Linked DNA regions of Mus musculus: region 2 is linked to region 1. Evidence: chromatin contacts called from public Hi-C data. All regions are on one chromosome and are shown on one strand. The core of a region is the stretch at or near the end of the contact, and the rest is flanking DNA. Distances in the headings are between cores, read along the strand shown.

Region 1 (7,374 bases), core at 2,121-4,620:
CACTAAAACACAGTGTATCGTCAGCACCTGTCTGGTGAGAAAAACAATAGAAACTCCCCCCAGACAAAGAACCAGCAACCCCAGACCTCTGTGGGGTCAGGGCACAATACGTTTCTCTGGATCCAAAGTGTGAGGTTGATAATGACCTTGTGCTCATTAACACAAAGCCACACGTTCTGACCAAACTCAGAAACATAGGTTCAACGATCATGATAGCAAGACCTAGGCAACAGGAAAATGCTAGGAGCTGGGTGGTTGTCAGTGGTGTGTTATGAAACCCTAACATGGTGGCCATGCCCGAGTAAAGAAGTTACTATGGCCAGAACTGGTGTGTAGGGTGCACGGGAGGGTGCACGGGAAGCGGAGAGAGACACCGGGGAAGGGGGGGGGGGCAGGGTTAGACTAGAATACCAAAAGATCTCACCAACCTATCCAGCACGTGAGCAGTGGCCATGTTAAACCCTTCAGTGTGCAAGAACCCCTCTCCTGCCTCTGCTGGAGTCAAAACTCCATCAGATGTGAGGTTATGGAGCACGTCTAGGCAGGTATGTCCTCTTTCTTAAGATCTCTTCAGTGATACATGCGGGCATGGCCACCATGTTAGGGTTTCATAACACACCATCCCTGGGCCATTTGCCTGTCTCTCACCAGTGAGGGAGCCATGACTTTCTCCGGCACCATGGATGGCTCCAGACTTCCCATTCTGGTTCTCCACCCTTCCACTCAGCAGCTGGATCTCTTACTGGGGAACTATTGTGCACAGTCAGGGCTTTATTCTATCCACTCTAAATAACATTACAGCATTATAAACAGGATACTTGAGTTGGGGTTGGGAGGAGCGCATTCTTGGCTTACAGTTGCTCACCCAGGAAGGCTGGTTGGGCCCTGATTGCTTTGTTGGGGGGGGGGGGTTCCAGGTGGGTGAAAGATGAAACCTGCCCTGCCTTGACAGCTATCTTTGTTTTGTTTTGTTTTGTTTTGTTTTGTTTTGTTTTGTTTTTGAGACAGGGTTTCTCTGTGTAGCCCTGGCTGTCCCCGGAACTCACTCTGTAGACCAGGCTGGCCTCAAACTCAGAAATCCACCTGCCTCCTTGACAGCCATGTTGATGAAAACAAAGGCCCCTAGTTAGGCGCCTGCTGCTGGGGCCATCTCCTGGCAGAAGTGTTTCTATTGCATCTTGGCTATGGTCTTCCCTGCAGCTTAGGACATGCTGTGCACTGGTCTCCTGGCTCAGGGCTCAACTGAGAGCCTTGGATGAAGAAGGTCAGGCCAGCCCTCCCACCTGCAGCTTGGTGGGTGCTTTGATGGCTTCTTTTACTTCAGTGTGGTAACTCACTGTCTTCCCGGCTCTGCCCACACCTTACCTTTTTAAAGTACACCATGCATCATACTCCACAGGAAGAGATAGAGGGTGTAGAACCTGCTTTACTTGGAAAGTCTGGTCAAACCCTGCAAACTATGCCAGACTTAAAAACATGTACAGGAAAGGAAATAAATGACTTTGAGATCTTTGACTGCCCAGATCATTAAACCCTACAGATATATCTTCAGCATAGATGCTCTGGGACCAGGGACCAGGTGACCGGCATGGTTCTGGGTATGGCCTTTGACCATGAATGACTTTGTAGGACTGCCCTGACCCCAGAACACTGGGAATGGTTCATTCTAGGTGTCCTGCTGCTGTTACACAGGCTTGAGAACTATTTACGAGTGCTGTGAACACACAAGGCTTGTAAGAACACTACTTGGTGACGTGATAACTGAAATGCAGACTAGGAAAATTCTTCAAAGATTTTTTTTTTTTGGAATGGCTTAGATTTAGTGGTCCTTCCATGTGATCTCCTTGTAATTTGCTGCCTCTCTGTGTTAGTTTAAAGGTTTTCATGTTTGCTTTTCTCAATGTTGGAAGACACCACCAGGCTTTGTAGAGGAGAGTGAGGGAAATTACAAAGGAAGCATGGGTGGGGTGGGACTAGGTCATTTAGCTTCTTTTCGTTCCAAATCCGTAAATATTTACTGTTGACCTTCTCAAATGGTTTGGGTACACTGACCCAGTTGAAAGCAGGGCAGGCGAGAGCAGCTGTTCCCCACCCCCACCCACTGTTAAAGCTGATCTCAGACCAATTGCCTCCAGCCAGCCCAAAAGTGGCCTTCAGGGAAAGCTGCCCCCTTCCCCCCAGGGAACAGTTTTAGCCAATTTACACTTTTAAAGTGTGACCTCTTCTAAAGATTCCTAGAGACAAGAGCAGATTGCTGTGAACTGAAGGACACCCCCCCCCCATAAAAATAAAAAATACTTTGAATTCTGGCTTAGGTTTGCTATTGTTGCCAGGTCTTTTGTTTCTGAGGGGAAGGTAATTATAAATTCCATTCCAAGCATAAATGTTCTTTTGTGAGCAAGGGGGACGGGATACCAAAAACAATGAGTGGATTACGTTTCCATTTTTGTAAGATCGTGCCAAGATAATGTGGTTTAAAACAGCTGGGGTTTTTAGAGCAGAGATGGAGCTTCGAAAGGTCTTCTCAGCGCCCATGAACGTCAGCCAAGTTAGAGACTTCTGGACGAGTCTGAATATTCCTCCAGATTCATACTGAGAAATAAGGGATTTTGGGTTGGGGGTAGTTCAGATTTGACAGTCATGTTATTGCATCAACATAATCTGGTAGCTACATGTTCATCTGACCTCATCTACTCGGGGCAAAGAGGAGCAGAGAGCATTTAATGGTGTCCTGTTGTCAGCCTGAGAAATCATTAGCAAATGAACAGGAAACTTTGGAGAATAACTACAATATAGCCCTGTATTTGCCTACCACAAAATTCTCTGTACTGTATTAATATGTTTTCATTTTAATTTTTCTTTGCAGAGTATTGGGAAAGGGTCATTGTGGTGCATCGACCCAGAGTATAGACAAAATCTAATTCAGGCTCTGAAAAAGACACCTTACCACCCACCTCCTACTCCTCAGGCTTATCAAAGGTAAGTGACTCGCACTATCGGGGGTTTTTGTTTTCTTAAAGTCTCCTGGAATTTTGTTATTTTAGCAGAGACAGTCTCTAAAACTAATTTAGTAGGCCGTATGAATGTTTTAAAAATAACTACAGACTAATGGGAAAAAGAATTAAGTCTGATGAGGAGGCACATCCATTGGCTATGCATTTCCTGGGAAGCTTACCGCTTCTGTAGCTCCGACTGAGCGGGTGTGGCTCCGGAAGGGCTCCTGGTAGGTAAATAGCGTCTTCCTGGGTAGAATCGGTTACAGAGGAAAGTGGACAGCTTTTCTATCTCTGCGGGTCACGCTTTGTTGGAATAAGAGCGGTGAGGCACACAGGTGATTCCACCTTCCCATGGCCTGCCTCTAGAGATGTGGAAAGAAGGCAGGCTCGGTTGTTGTCATCCGGTTTCCATGTCGACAGGCTCCTGAGTGATGGGTTTGTTGTGGTTACTAAGTGTTTGTCTTGAGAACCATGGCCACTTTCCCTCCTCACGTGTCTGGCTGTCATGAGACTGAGGTCATGAGTGCATTTTTACAAATATACAATGGGAGGGGTGTTAGGTAGATTGTCACAGTTTAAAAAGCATGTCAGTGCTAAGTTAGAAGAAAGGGCCTTACAGAACAAAGAGCCGGATTTCAACCTGTGGATGGAGTCTTAGCTCTTCACGGTGCTTGTCATCAGGCCCACTAAGAAAGTTTGAAAATTACTTTATTTAAGTGTACAGCTGTTTCACTTTCATTTATGTCTGTGTAGCATTTGAATGCTTGGTGACTGTGGAGGCCAGAAGAGGGCATTGCATCCCCTGGAACTGGAATTACAGGCGATTTGAGCCACTGTGTCAGTGCTAGGAATTGAACCTGGATCCTCTGGAGGAGCAGCCGGTGCTCTTAGATCACTAAACCATCTTTCCAGTCCCCTACCAAGAAGTTCTAGAAGGCATGTAGCAGCATTTCCTTTGTTAACTGGTTAAGAGAAACTGCCAGTGGAGTAGACATTTATGTTAATTGGGAATGGCCCGGTGTCAGAAGGCTGGGGAATTTTACAGTCCACTTGCAGATTTTTCTGTTCTGATGTTTATTCTGCAGGAGGGCACACAGAGTGAGCCTTCCAACGTGGCATTAATGAAGTTCTTGTGCGTTCCATCACAGACCCTAGACAATCAGTCTCCGGCAAGAGACGGGAGAAGCAGCTGGGCTCTATGAGAAGACTGCTGTATGTCTGCCTTTGCTAGGCGATTAGCGTGATGGTAGCCATAGTAACTGGAGTGTCTCCATAGTAACGCGTAGCTGAGACAGGTGCACTTGCATCACAAGGCTGTTTGTTGCCTGGCAAAAGGACAGGCCATTAGTACTTAGACATAAGCTGTTGCCTTAGAAACAAATAACCCTACATAGCAACTACAGTTGGTTCGCAAGGGTATTTTTGGGGGGCTGGGGGAAGGAAGGTTGTAGCTGCTTTTGTCTGTGTTCATAAAAATCAGTGGAAGCATACTTTATTTGAAATGACAACTCGAGGTCATATAGCTGTAGGAGGAAGAGATGGGATTTTCCAGAGCAGCCTAGCCTACATTGTAGGAATGTCCAGAAGGGGAGAGCCATATGCCTGCCTCTCTTCTTGTGATGGTAGCCATTCCTGAAATAGAAGCTGGGATTGGGGTTAGAGAGTTGCTTTTTTATGGGGTTGGTGGGGAGCCTGGCACTAATTATTGCAATACTGTCGATATTCAGTTTCCAAGCCCACCCCACTAGTTTCTCTAGTTTCTCCCTTAGAAGTATGTCACACCCGTTTGCTTCTAGCAAGTTAAAAATGTAAGTGTTATTCACTGGGTCGTGTCATTGGTTCATTTAGGCCAGTGCCTTGTTGCCAAATGTGACCCCCAGGGAAACACTGCAATTATTTAATAATTTGAAGGATTATAATAGAACTCTGGGGGTAGCAAGTAGAATACACACAGGCCAGAGGTATTGTGAGCTGGCTGTAACCTAATGACTTCTCTAGAGTCTTAGCACGGGCATGAAAATGCAGATGAACTAGGGCTTTTACAGTAAATGATTTCCAGATGACCACTTCAGATCCAGTTCTGTCCCTTGCAGTTAACCAGCTCCTTCCATATCAAGGTGCTTAGATGTCAAGTCCATCAGATCACTAGTGAGGCGATTCCAGCCCACATCTTCATGATTTGAATCCAGAGAGCACGGTGCTCTCTCCATGCCTTGGAAAGGGTTTGCTTGAGAAGCCAGCCTATGGTGTGAGAGCTCACACCGAAACTGGTGAAGAATTTCTCTGTACCAGGCCACTTGGTGATGTAATTCCAGGAGGCCGGAAGTGGAACAGCCAGCCATAAACAGATACCAAAATGCTGAGTTAACCTGATCTGGCCAGGTCTACTGTGACTCAAGGGGTCCTTGTCAGCCCCATGTGGAGCCACTGTGAAGGGCACCTGGGTAGTGTTTGGCTTCCACAGAGCTGGTGTTTGGCATGTGAGAGAAGACAGTGATTATACAAGAAGGGCAGCTAATGCTGTCCCTTGCAGGTGTGCTTGGCAGCAGCCCTGGCCTAAGCTGCAGGTGGCTGGAAGCTCTGTGAGGAAATCCAGGAGTCTGAAAACACTGCCCCAAACCTTGTTCCCATCCAAACAGAATGCTAAACATTGCAGTCTGTTGGCTTGCGCCTGTTTTCCAAGATTTTGTTAGAATGTTCCCCTACACCTGTTTTCTCTCTCTTTTTTTTGTCCTAAATACTGTTTTTAACTAAAATTCGAAGAGCCAGGTGAGTTAGCCATTGTATTAATTTACATAGGCCACCCTGACAAAGTGCCACAGCTGAGTGAGTCAGACAGCATCAGGAATTGCCTCTCACCCCATGAGCCCAAGGTGTTAGCAGGGTTGGTTTCTTCTGGGAGCTGTGGGAGAGGATCTGGCCCAGCCTCTCCCCCGTTCTAGTGGCTTGCTGGTTATCTGTGATATTCCTTGGCTTATATTTCACAGGACTGTCTCTACCTCCGTCTTAGGAGGAGGCTAAGCCTACCTGACTAAAAACTCTCCTTATTCCAGGGTGACTTTAACTTCTCCAATGACACACACTTGAAATACAGTCACATTGTGACATACTAGGGACCTAGGACTTCGGGGGGGGGGGATTTTAGGAAGTTGTAATTCAACCCTTAGCATTCTGGGGAAGCAGAAAGTCCAGGTGTGTTGACCATGCGGAATGGTAGAGGAGTTTCAGGACACCGGAGTCAACCTGAAATTGCCCCAATGAGCTAAGGGATGTCACTGCATTATAAACAACATACAAACCGAGTGTCTGTGAGCAGGAGCTGATGGAGACAGTTGAGGTCCATTTCTCATACACACAATCCCACATAAGTGGTGGAAACAGTTCTTCCCTAAGAACTTCTTGGAAAGAGTGGACTGTCGAGGAGGGGTCCTAAAGGATCGTCTTAGTCAGGGTCTCTATTGCTGTGAGGAAACACTGTGACCAAAAAGTAAGTCGGGGAGGAAAAGGTTTATTCAGCTTACACTTCCCAATTATAGAAGGAAATCAGGACAGGAACTCAAAGAGGGCAGGAACACGGAGGCAGGAGCGGATGCAGAGAACATGGAGGGGTGCTGCTTTTACTAGCTTGCTCATGGTGGCTAGCTCAGCCTGCTTTCTTATAAAACCCTGAACCAGCAGCCCAGAGATGGCACCACCCACAATGGGCTGGGCCCTCCTTCACTGATCACTAATTGAGAAAATGACTTACAGCTCTTCTTGGAGACATTTCCTTAACTGAGGATCCTGTCTCTCTGATGACTTTATATGTCAAGTTGACACGAAAAAACCAGGCTGTCCAATGATGTTTATTGTGAGCAAACTTGACAAATACTAGTTGTCAATCGAAGCGCCTCATCTGCGACTGGAGGGATGGCTCAGCCAGTGATGAAGAGCACAGGCTGCTCTTCCAGAGGACTCAGGTTCAATTCCCAGCATCCCCATGGCAGTTGTGTAGTCAGTCTCCTACCTCTGTGGAACCGATACCTCAGGTAAATACTAACTAAAGGATGACTTGGGTCTGCAGTTCCCATTCGTAGCCCTCTGGCTACTTTAGGAATGTGGCAGTTGGGTACCTACACCAGGTACCTACACCTTGGCAGGAGCACGTGTTAGCAGGGGGCCTGGCACCCCTCCCCCATTACCTAACTTCCTTCTAGTAGGCCCCTCCTCCATTATCTCCCAGCCACAAGCTATGGACTGACCCGTTAGTATGGGGGGGGGTCTTTGGAGTAGTGGGGGCATGTAAATTCCAAGCCAAAAGGTGGTCTTCCTGCTGAAACCCATAAGCTCGTCTTAACCATGGGGAAAAACTCAAAACAGTGGCTTTGTCCTCCATGAG
Region 2 (7,374 bases), core at 2,952-5,451, 99 kb before region 1:
ACCCACTCTAAATATAGAGGATGCCTTTTTTACGAGCCGAGGACCCAGACTGATTAAATAGGGGGAAGGAAGCTGAGCAGAAGCATCCTTTGGTTCCTAATCTTGGATACAATGTAGCCACCAGCCTCACCAGCCTCTGCCCCTACCTCCATGGCTTCCCTTCCTCCGCAGGCTGTACGCTCACAGTGTGAGCAGAGAACCCCTTCCCCCAGTTGCCTTTGTTAAAGATTTTATCACAGCAGCAGGCAAGTAACTAATACATCCTGGGACTTATCCTTTCTGCTTCCTGGCCAAATGACCTTGGACATAATTTCTGAAACTTGTTTACTTTATGGAGATGATAGGAAAATTAAATAACTCATTAAGTACTTAGCATGCTGCTCAGGAGGTACTACTTAGTTTATGGTAACTCTTAAAATTCTTCTAGTTGATGTAACCTGGATGGGCCAGACTGAAAATTGTGAGATTAAATATATATTTAATTTAAATGTGGCTTGATCTAAAAGATGTTAAAGTCAACTGACTTTTCTATGTATCAAAGATAGCAAATCAAATATGAGCATTCTTTCACTTATTCATTTAACAAACAACTCTTAGTCGTTAATGCCCTTTGTAAGCTGTTCATAAAGATGGAGAAACCAGCTAGCCTGTTCTCAAGCAATAAGGGAGTTTGATGTTTTTTATGTCTGTCTCGGGATTTCTTTTTCTTTCCATTGTTTTATTTAAAATTGCCTTTAAATATTTGACCATAAATATTTAAATATTTAACAGATGGCTGTTTACACATAAGTGTGGGCCCGGTGCAGGCCACATTAATATACATGGTCATTGTCTTCTGCGAGTGCCTGTGAGTTGCTTCCCTTTGGTGGTCCTGGCTAGCTAGGGGGTGAATTAAGACCCATGGAAGGGAACTCTGGCTCTTGTTTCGGCTACTCCTGCCTGCAAAGAAGGCCATTCTCTCTGCTGATAGGTTCTCAGCCAGTATAGTCAGACATTGTTTAGTTAGAAGTAATTTCCAGTAGAAGTTTATACACTATGCTCTTATCAAGGGTTGGAATGAAAATGAGTCCTTTATAAAATGTGTGGATTTCTGGTTTGTTGTTTGTTTTGTTTTGTTTGTTTTTTGATACAGGCTTTCTCTGTATAAGAACAGCTGTGGCTGTCCTGGAACTTGCTTTGTACACCAGGTTGGCCTCGAACTCACAGAGATCAGCCCTTCTCTACCTCCCTAGTGCTGGTTTTTAAAGGCATATGCTACCATGCCCAGCCCTTTTTTGTTTCTAATGGCTTTATGACATCCGAGAAAGGGCATTTCACAAAAGGTTCTCTGAAGAAGATGAGGAAATGTGAAGTGTGAGATTCCTTTTTACTGTTTTAAGATAGGGTGTCGCTTAGCACTGGAACTTGATTTATGAACCTGGCTGGCTTTAAACTATGAGATCTACCTGCCTCTGCCTCCAGGGGACTGGGATTAATGGCACATGCCACCTTAGCCAGCAAGGATTTGTAAGTGGAAGGAGAAATAAGAAATAACTAGTAATAAATCTATGAGTCTGGGGTGTATGTAGCTGAGCGGTAGCACAGTGGAAGAGCATACAGAAGAACTCAGGGTTGACCCAAGGGCCTCTCCTCCCATTGATGCCCGACTAGGCCATCCTCTGCTACATATGCAGCTGGAGCCATGAGTCCCACCATGTGTACTCTTTGGTTGGTGATTTAGTCCCAGGGAGCTTTGGGGGTACTGGTTGGTTCATATTGTTCTTCCTCCTATGGGGCTGCAAACCCCTTCAACTCCTTGGGTCCTTTCTCTAGCTCTTCCATTGGGGACCCTGTGCTCTGTCCAATGGATGGCTGTGAGCATCCACTTCTGTATTTGTCAGGCACTGGCAGAGCTTCTCAGGAGACAGCTCTATCAGGTTCCCGTCAGCAAGCTCTTATTACTGCCCGATTTTCATTGCACTCTTTCTATGCTCGCCTACCTCACGTGCAGAAGGCTTGTTGTACCTGTCTTTCGCAGGACAAGCTAAAGTTTTTCCACTTGTGTCTCCTTTTAGCCTGAGAGATATTATAGGACACTGGGTATGTAAGTAAATTAAATTGGTACACAAAAAAATTAAATAGTTGCTGTTCATAAATCATAAAATTTATTTAAAAATAACTCCCTGGCTATAATGGGATTTTATCATCTATAGAGGGCAAAAGCAGTTTGCATACTAATTAGATGGATGTACTTATTTATTTTATATAACAAAGCAAATCTTAGAATTATTAAAAACTTTTATATAATGAATTAAGTCTTAGAATTATTGAAAATTCTCCCCTAATCCCAAGGTGAAACTCAATATTTTTCCTTGAAACTCAAGTCAGACATTCAAGTATCAATTTAGAAAGACAAACATTCCAACACCTTCCTCATCCAGGGGTGTACTGATTTGATGCTTAACATGTAAGGCAGTGGTGGTAGGGAAATAAGAAAGGCCTTTGATTCCTAGCTAAGCCATTATGTTTATGCAGTTATAGCATCTAGCAGTCTCAAATGAGCTGAGACCATGTTTATTGTTGCTGTGTTCTGTGACAGCATGTATGTATGATATGACAGTGTGTGAGATACAAACCCCCTGTGTTGTGTGTTCAGAACCAAGGCTACAGTGAAGTCCCAAGATGCCATGGGGTCAGGCAGTGCCAGGCATACCTTAAATTCACCTTTTACAGTGACCACATTTTTATCCCATCCCCAGTCACTTATACAAAAAAAAACCTGTGGCTCACAGTGTTCAATCTGGCAATGTCCTGTTTAAGCCTGTAGTGTAAGAATGACGAACAATGCAGTTACCCAGGCTAGGTGTGCAGCAGGCTGTACCATGCAGGTTAGTGTTGTAGCGTTGTACGTGTGTGCAGAAATGCCCCCTAATGACTTCATTACTGAGGTTAAAAAATGAGCCCCCGAGTTTGCAGTCTCGCTGCTGTGTGAAATCTGTATCTGCGGACCCTTGGCTCTCCTCTTGCTCCTATTTCTTGATGCTGCTTTGTCTCCTCCTCGTCTAGCCTCCTTTCGGTCTCAGATTGCCGTTTACTGGAGGCCCAAAGCCCAGGGCTTATCTTTATTAAAAGGAAGATTAGCAGGTATTAGAGGCATACCAGCAATTAAGACTTTCTTCCTGGCTTCAGGAGAGTGGAAAAGACGAGTGGGCATCTGTTCATAGCACTCTGGGTTAAGACTATGCATTCACATATTTATCTCGAGGGTGACATCTGGCTATCCCACCCCATGCAGTGACAGAGAGAGGCTATCCCCCTGATTGCCATGAGCAGTGTGATGATGCCTGCTGGCCTGCACTGTACCTGTCACCCTCGTGTGTCCTCATGTGTCACCGTGATTAATACACTCCATCTCCTGTAAATGCATTTGAAGGCCCTCCATGGATAATGGAATGTTAATCTGGGGTTGAGTCTGTTGGGCCCAGTCTCAGGACTATATTCAATGCTTGGAGTTCCACCAATGATAGCATCAGCATAGTAAGAGGATCTGGAGCCAGGGCTAGTGCGCCTCTGGTAGAGTGCTTGCCTAGTATGCAGGGTACCCTGTGTTCGGTCACTAGCACCACATAAACTAAGTGTGGTGATGCTCACCTGTAATCCCAGCACTTGGGAGGTAGAAACAGGAAGGTCGGGAGTTCAAGGCCCTCCATGACTTCATAGGAAGACATATACTGGCCTGGGCTACATGAGATCCAATCTCATATATAAATGAGATCCAATCTCATGCATACATGAGATCAATCTCATATATATATAAATTAATGGGATAGAACTGGAAATCAGAAGTCAGAGCAGGGATGTCTTCCTAGGACTCTGAAGAGCTATTTTAAGGTAGAATCCTTGGGTCTCTTCTGGAAAGATTGCTCAGTGGTTAAGAGCACTGGCTGCTCTTCCAGAGGGCCTGGTTGAGTTTTCAGCACCCACATGGCACCCTCACACAGACATCCATCCATGCAAAACACCAATTCATAAAATATAAATAAATCATATTATATATAAAAAAGTAGACTGCTGTTATAAGAGAGTGACCTTCAACAGGCCTGCTTAATATGACACATAGACCATAATGAGGAGGGAGGCCTTGGTGAAGGGCTGCCTCCCCAGATCCTGAGTCCAATGGCCTCTCAACAGTTGGACTTTCAACAGTCAGACCCTAGTACAAAATGTGTTTGCTTGGGAGATCAGCACTCTGATAGCAACAAGGGTAAACCCGTTTATCAGCTCGGCTCTATTTGTGCTAGAAAAGCTTAGGGAATTTAAAGCTTTTGACTGTAAACCTCACACACACACACACACACACACACACACACACACACACACTTCCCGTCTCCCAGTGTCACTATCTTCTGGTGACACATAATTTTCCAGGTGAACAGAGAAGCAGGGAACTGGTCCAAATAGCCACTGAAGGTCTGAATTACTCCCCAGTGGTTCGTTGAATCTGATGAATGGGACATGCTGTCTCCTTCCCAGTCTCTGATAAACTGGGGTGGAACTGAGCAGGACTCAGTTCAGTTGGAGGACCAGGTGGTCCTGGAGGGCCCTGTCGAAGCCCATTTTGGGTAAATAGGAAACACCCTGCAGCCCCCTTATTTAGAATGGGGAGTGGCCATGTCATGGGGAATGCAGTGCTTCATAGTGACTTCCAAGACCTGAAGAATTTTTTTTCTTTTTGAAGCTTGCTCTCTTATAGCCCATGCTGGCCCTGTACTCCCTGTGGAATGAGGGTGACTCTCTGATTCTCTGGACTCCTGGCATCACCACATACATTTTATGTGCTGGGGGTCGAACCTGGGTCTTCAGGCATGATAGGGAAGCATTCTGTCCTCAGTCCCAGGCTTAGCATTATCACATTATATAACATTATTCCCAATACGAATTAATAGAAGTACTACTACTCTTTATATTAATAACTGACTGATATGTATGAAAATTCATATAATGTATACACATGTGGAACTGTATATGCCTATGTAAACATGCATGCATCTATAAATAAATGTTATTTTTTTAATTCTGAGGTTATGTTATTTATTAATCCATGTCCAGCTTGCTCAGGATTTGGATATAGCTAAATTATCACCATCATAATTACGTTTTTTTTTTTTTCTGTATCATCTCTGTGTCTTTCTTAGTTCTACCTGGGATGTAGACTATGTGCTTAACTGAGCAAAAATGCCAACAAGCTGCTATTTATTTTATTAAACAGCTTGAGCAGAGATATTTGATCTGATTGCTGAAAATTGTTAGCTTATCACTGAACTTCCCTGATGGTTCTTATTATTCAATTTGTGTTGTCTACAATAATAATTATTACTATATAAAAGAACATGATGCTTTTATTTGTACAGTTCTTGCATTAATAATTTAACTGGCTATTATACCCAGTGTAATCTTGACATATGTCCAGATGTGTAGGGGTCGGCCTGGAGCATCTTCAGAAGGTGGAATGCAGGTGTGAATTGTAAGGTTAGAGTCAGGATGTGGGTAAAAAGGTTACTGGCCTCCACATCCAATTGCCTTCATGCTCCTCCCTCCCGTGTCGTTGTTTCTGAGTGGTTCAGCAATGATGACTCTCACCTGGTCATTTTAACCCCCTCAGGGAACCGATCACAGTATAGGTAGTTGGCTGACTAAAATGGCTGCCTTGTACTGACTGGTTTACAAGTGGAAATGGCTAAAACAACACACCTGACCCAGGCTGAAGGAACCAGTGGGTCAGTCAGTAGCCTGTGCATCCATGAGGCCTGTTCTGGAGACACGGTGAAGATTTTATCATTCATTCCTTAGCTGCTCCTTCCAGGTGCATCAGAACTGTATAAGGCACAGATATTTTTTTATTACCATGCTATAGGAAACCATAGTTTATTGTCCTTTTTAGTCTAGGTGAGTCCTACATGCTGTGTCTTAAACTTAGGTTTATACGCTAAGTAACTTGAAATACACCTTTTGAGGAATGAGATCACAGGACAGGTTTTGGAGGGTGGTGCAGCCTGACATTGGGGGTGTCAGCCCACTGTGGGGGGGTCAAAGACTGCATTTTCTTTTTCTTTTCTTTTTTTTTTTTTTTTTTTGGTTTTTCGAGACAGGGTTTCTCTGTATAGTCCTGGCTGTCCTGGAACTCACTTTGTAGACCAGGTTGGCCTCGAACTCAGAAATCCGCCTGCCTCTGCCTCCCAAGTGCTGGGATTAAAGGCGCGTGCCACCACGCCCGGCAAGACTGCATTTTCAAACTGTGGGTTGAATGGGGAAAACCAAGCAAATGGGAGAATGCTATTTGGTCAGCACAGTCTGACGTCTGGGAGAATGAGTGGATGATCTGTTGGTCAAGAGTGTCATGGAGGATCAGAGGTGATGGTCTACACTGTACCCAAGTTCTCGGGAGCGGGGAGGCAGGAGGAGCCTGAATTAAAGGCCAACCTGGGCAAGGGGGAACAGGAGAGTAAGGGAGTGAGAGGAGGGAGAGATGGAAAGAGGGACGGAAGGAGAGAGAGGGAGGGAGGGAAGGAAAGCCCCCATGGAGACAACTTTCAGCCTCAGAATTGGGGTTTGTGAGACTTATGCCCTTCACTCTCACGAGTGGACTTCACACCCTGAGCAGGTTGTGATGGCTGGACTCTCATCTGGATTGATGTCCTCGCTCAGCTCGGTAGTATAAGCCTCATAGGGCAGGTATTAGGAGTTTCATGATCTGCCTTTTGAAATGGATTTAACTATTCCTAATTAAAATTATACTCACACCTTTAATGAACAGCTAAATTCTTGGCACTGGAACCCTAGGGCTACATAGTCTCTATCCATGCTGTTGAGCATGTCACAGAGAATTTCTCATTTGAAAGACAGTCACTTCCTGACGGTCACATGGTGCACATGGCAATGCCCCAAATTCAGTAGTATAAAATAAGAAAGTTTTCTGTCTTGCACACTCTATTTATTTGCTGTGAATGGTCCATCAAGGACCATATTCCATGTTATTCTTGGTCTCATTTCTAGATCAAGACACCCTGGTTATTTTTCATTGTCAACTTGATAACAACCAAGAGTCATGTAGGAAGAGGGAGTCTTCAGAATTTGACCATATGAGTGGCCTGTGGCAAGTTGTGTGTGTGTGTCGGGGGGGAGGTATTGTCCTAACTGTTGATTGATATAAGAGGTCCCAGCCCACTGTGGGCGATGCCAACACTGGGGAGGCTGTCCTAGGTTGTATAAGAAAGCTCGATGAACGTGAACTGAGGAAACAAGTCAGCAAGCAGGGTTCTTCCATGCTTCTTGCCTCCAAGTTATTACCCTGAGTTCCTGCTTGACTATTCTATAAGATGTACTGTAACCTGTGAC

The links. A called contact is a pair of places that touch in the nucleus more often than the background predicts.
Region 2: a Hi-C map of liver shows a contact between it and region 1, with 2.3 times the contacts expected there. The contact joins the enhancer-like site here to the promoter of 3300002A11Rik in region 1. A contact is called at or near these places in 1 of 39 promoter capture datasets (liver), 2 of 484 Hi-C or Micro-C datasets (the G1E-ER4 cell line and liver), 2 of 115 datasets of contacts at active chromatin or transcription factors (both in embryonic stem cells) and 3 of 9 other capture datasets (adipose tissue, liver and pancreatic islet).

Annotation. Positions count from the first base shown.
Region 1 is chr12:99,337,027-99,344,400 of GRCm38.p6, reverse strand. It overlaps 3300002A11Rik (RIKEN cDNA 3300002A11 gene), which reads right to left and starts at 3,370. Exons shown (of 3, transcript NR_166805.1): 1 at 3,176-3,370. It overlaps Foxn3 (forkhead box N3), which reads left to right. Exons shown (of 6, transcript NM_183186.2): 3 at 2,867-2,979. RefSeq lists an enhancer at 3,130-5,781.
Region 2 is chr12:99,437,073-99,444,446 of GRCm38.p6, reverse strand. The region is part of intron 1 of Foxn3 (forkhead box N3); the gene reads left to right. Among named protein-coding and RNA genes, the nearest start is that of Foxn3, 9.3 kb to the left of the region's middle. Within about 2 kb of position 4,201, at least 9 of the 459 cell types and tissues checked have an H3K27ac peak or open chromatin away from gene starts, as enhancers often do. A contact at or near this core is called in liver, where this site is marked.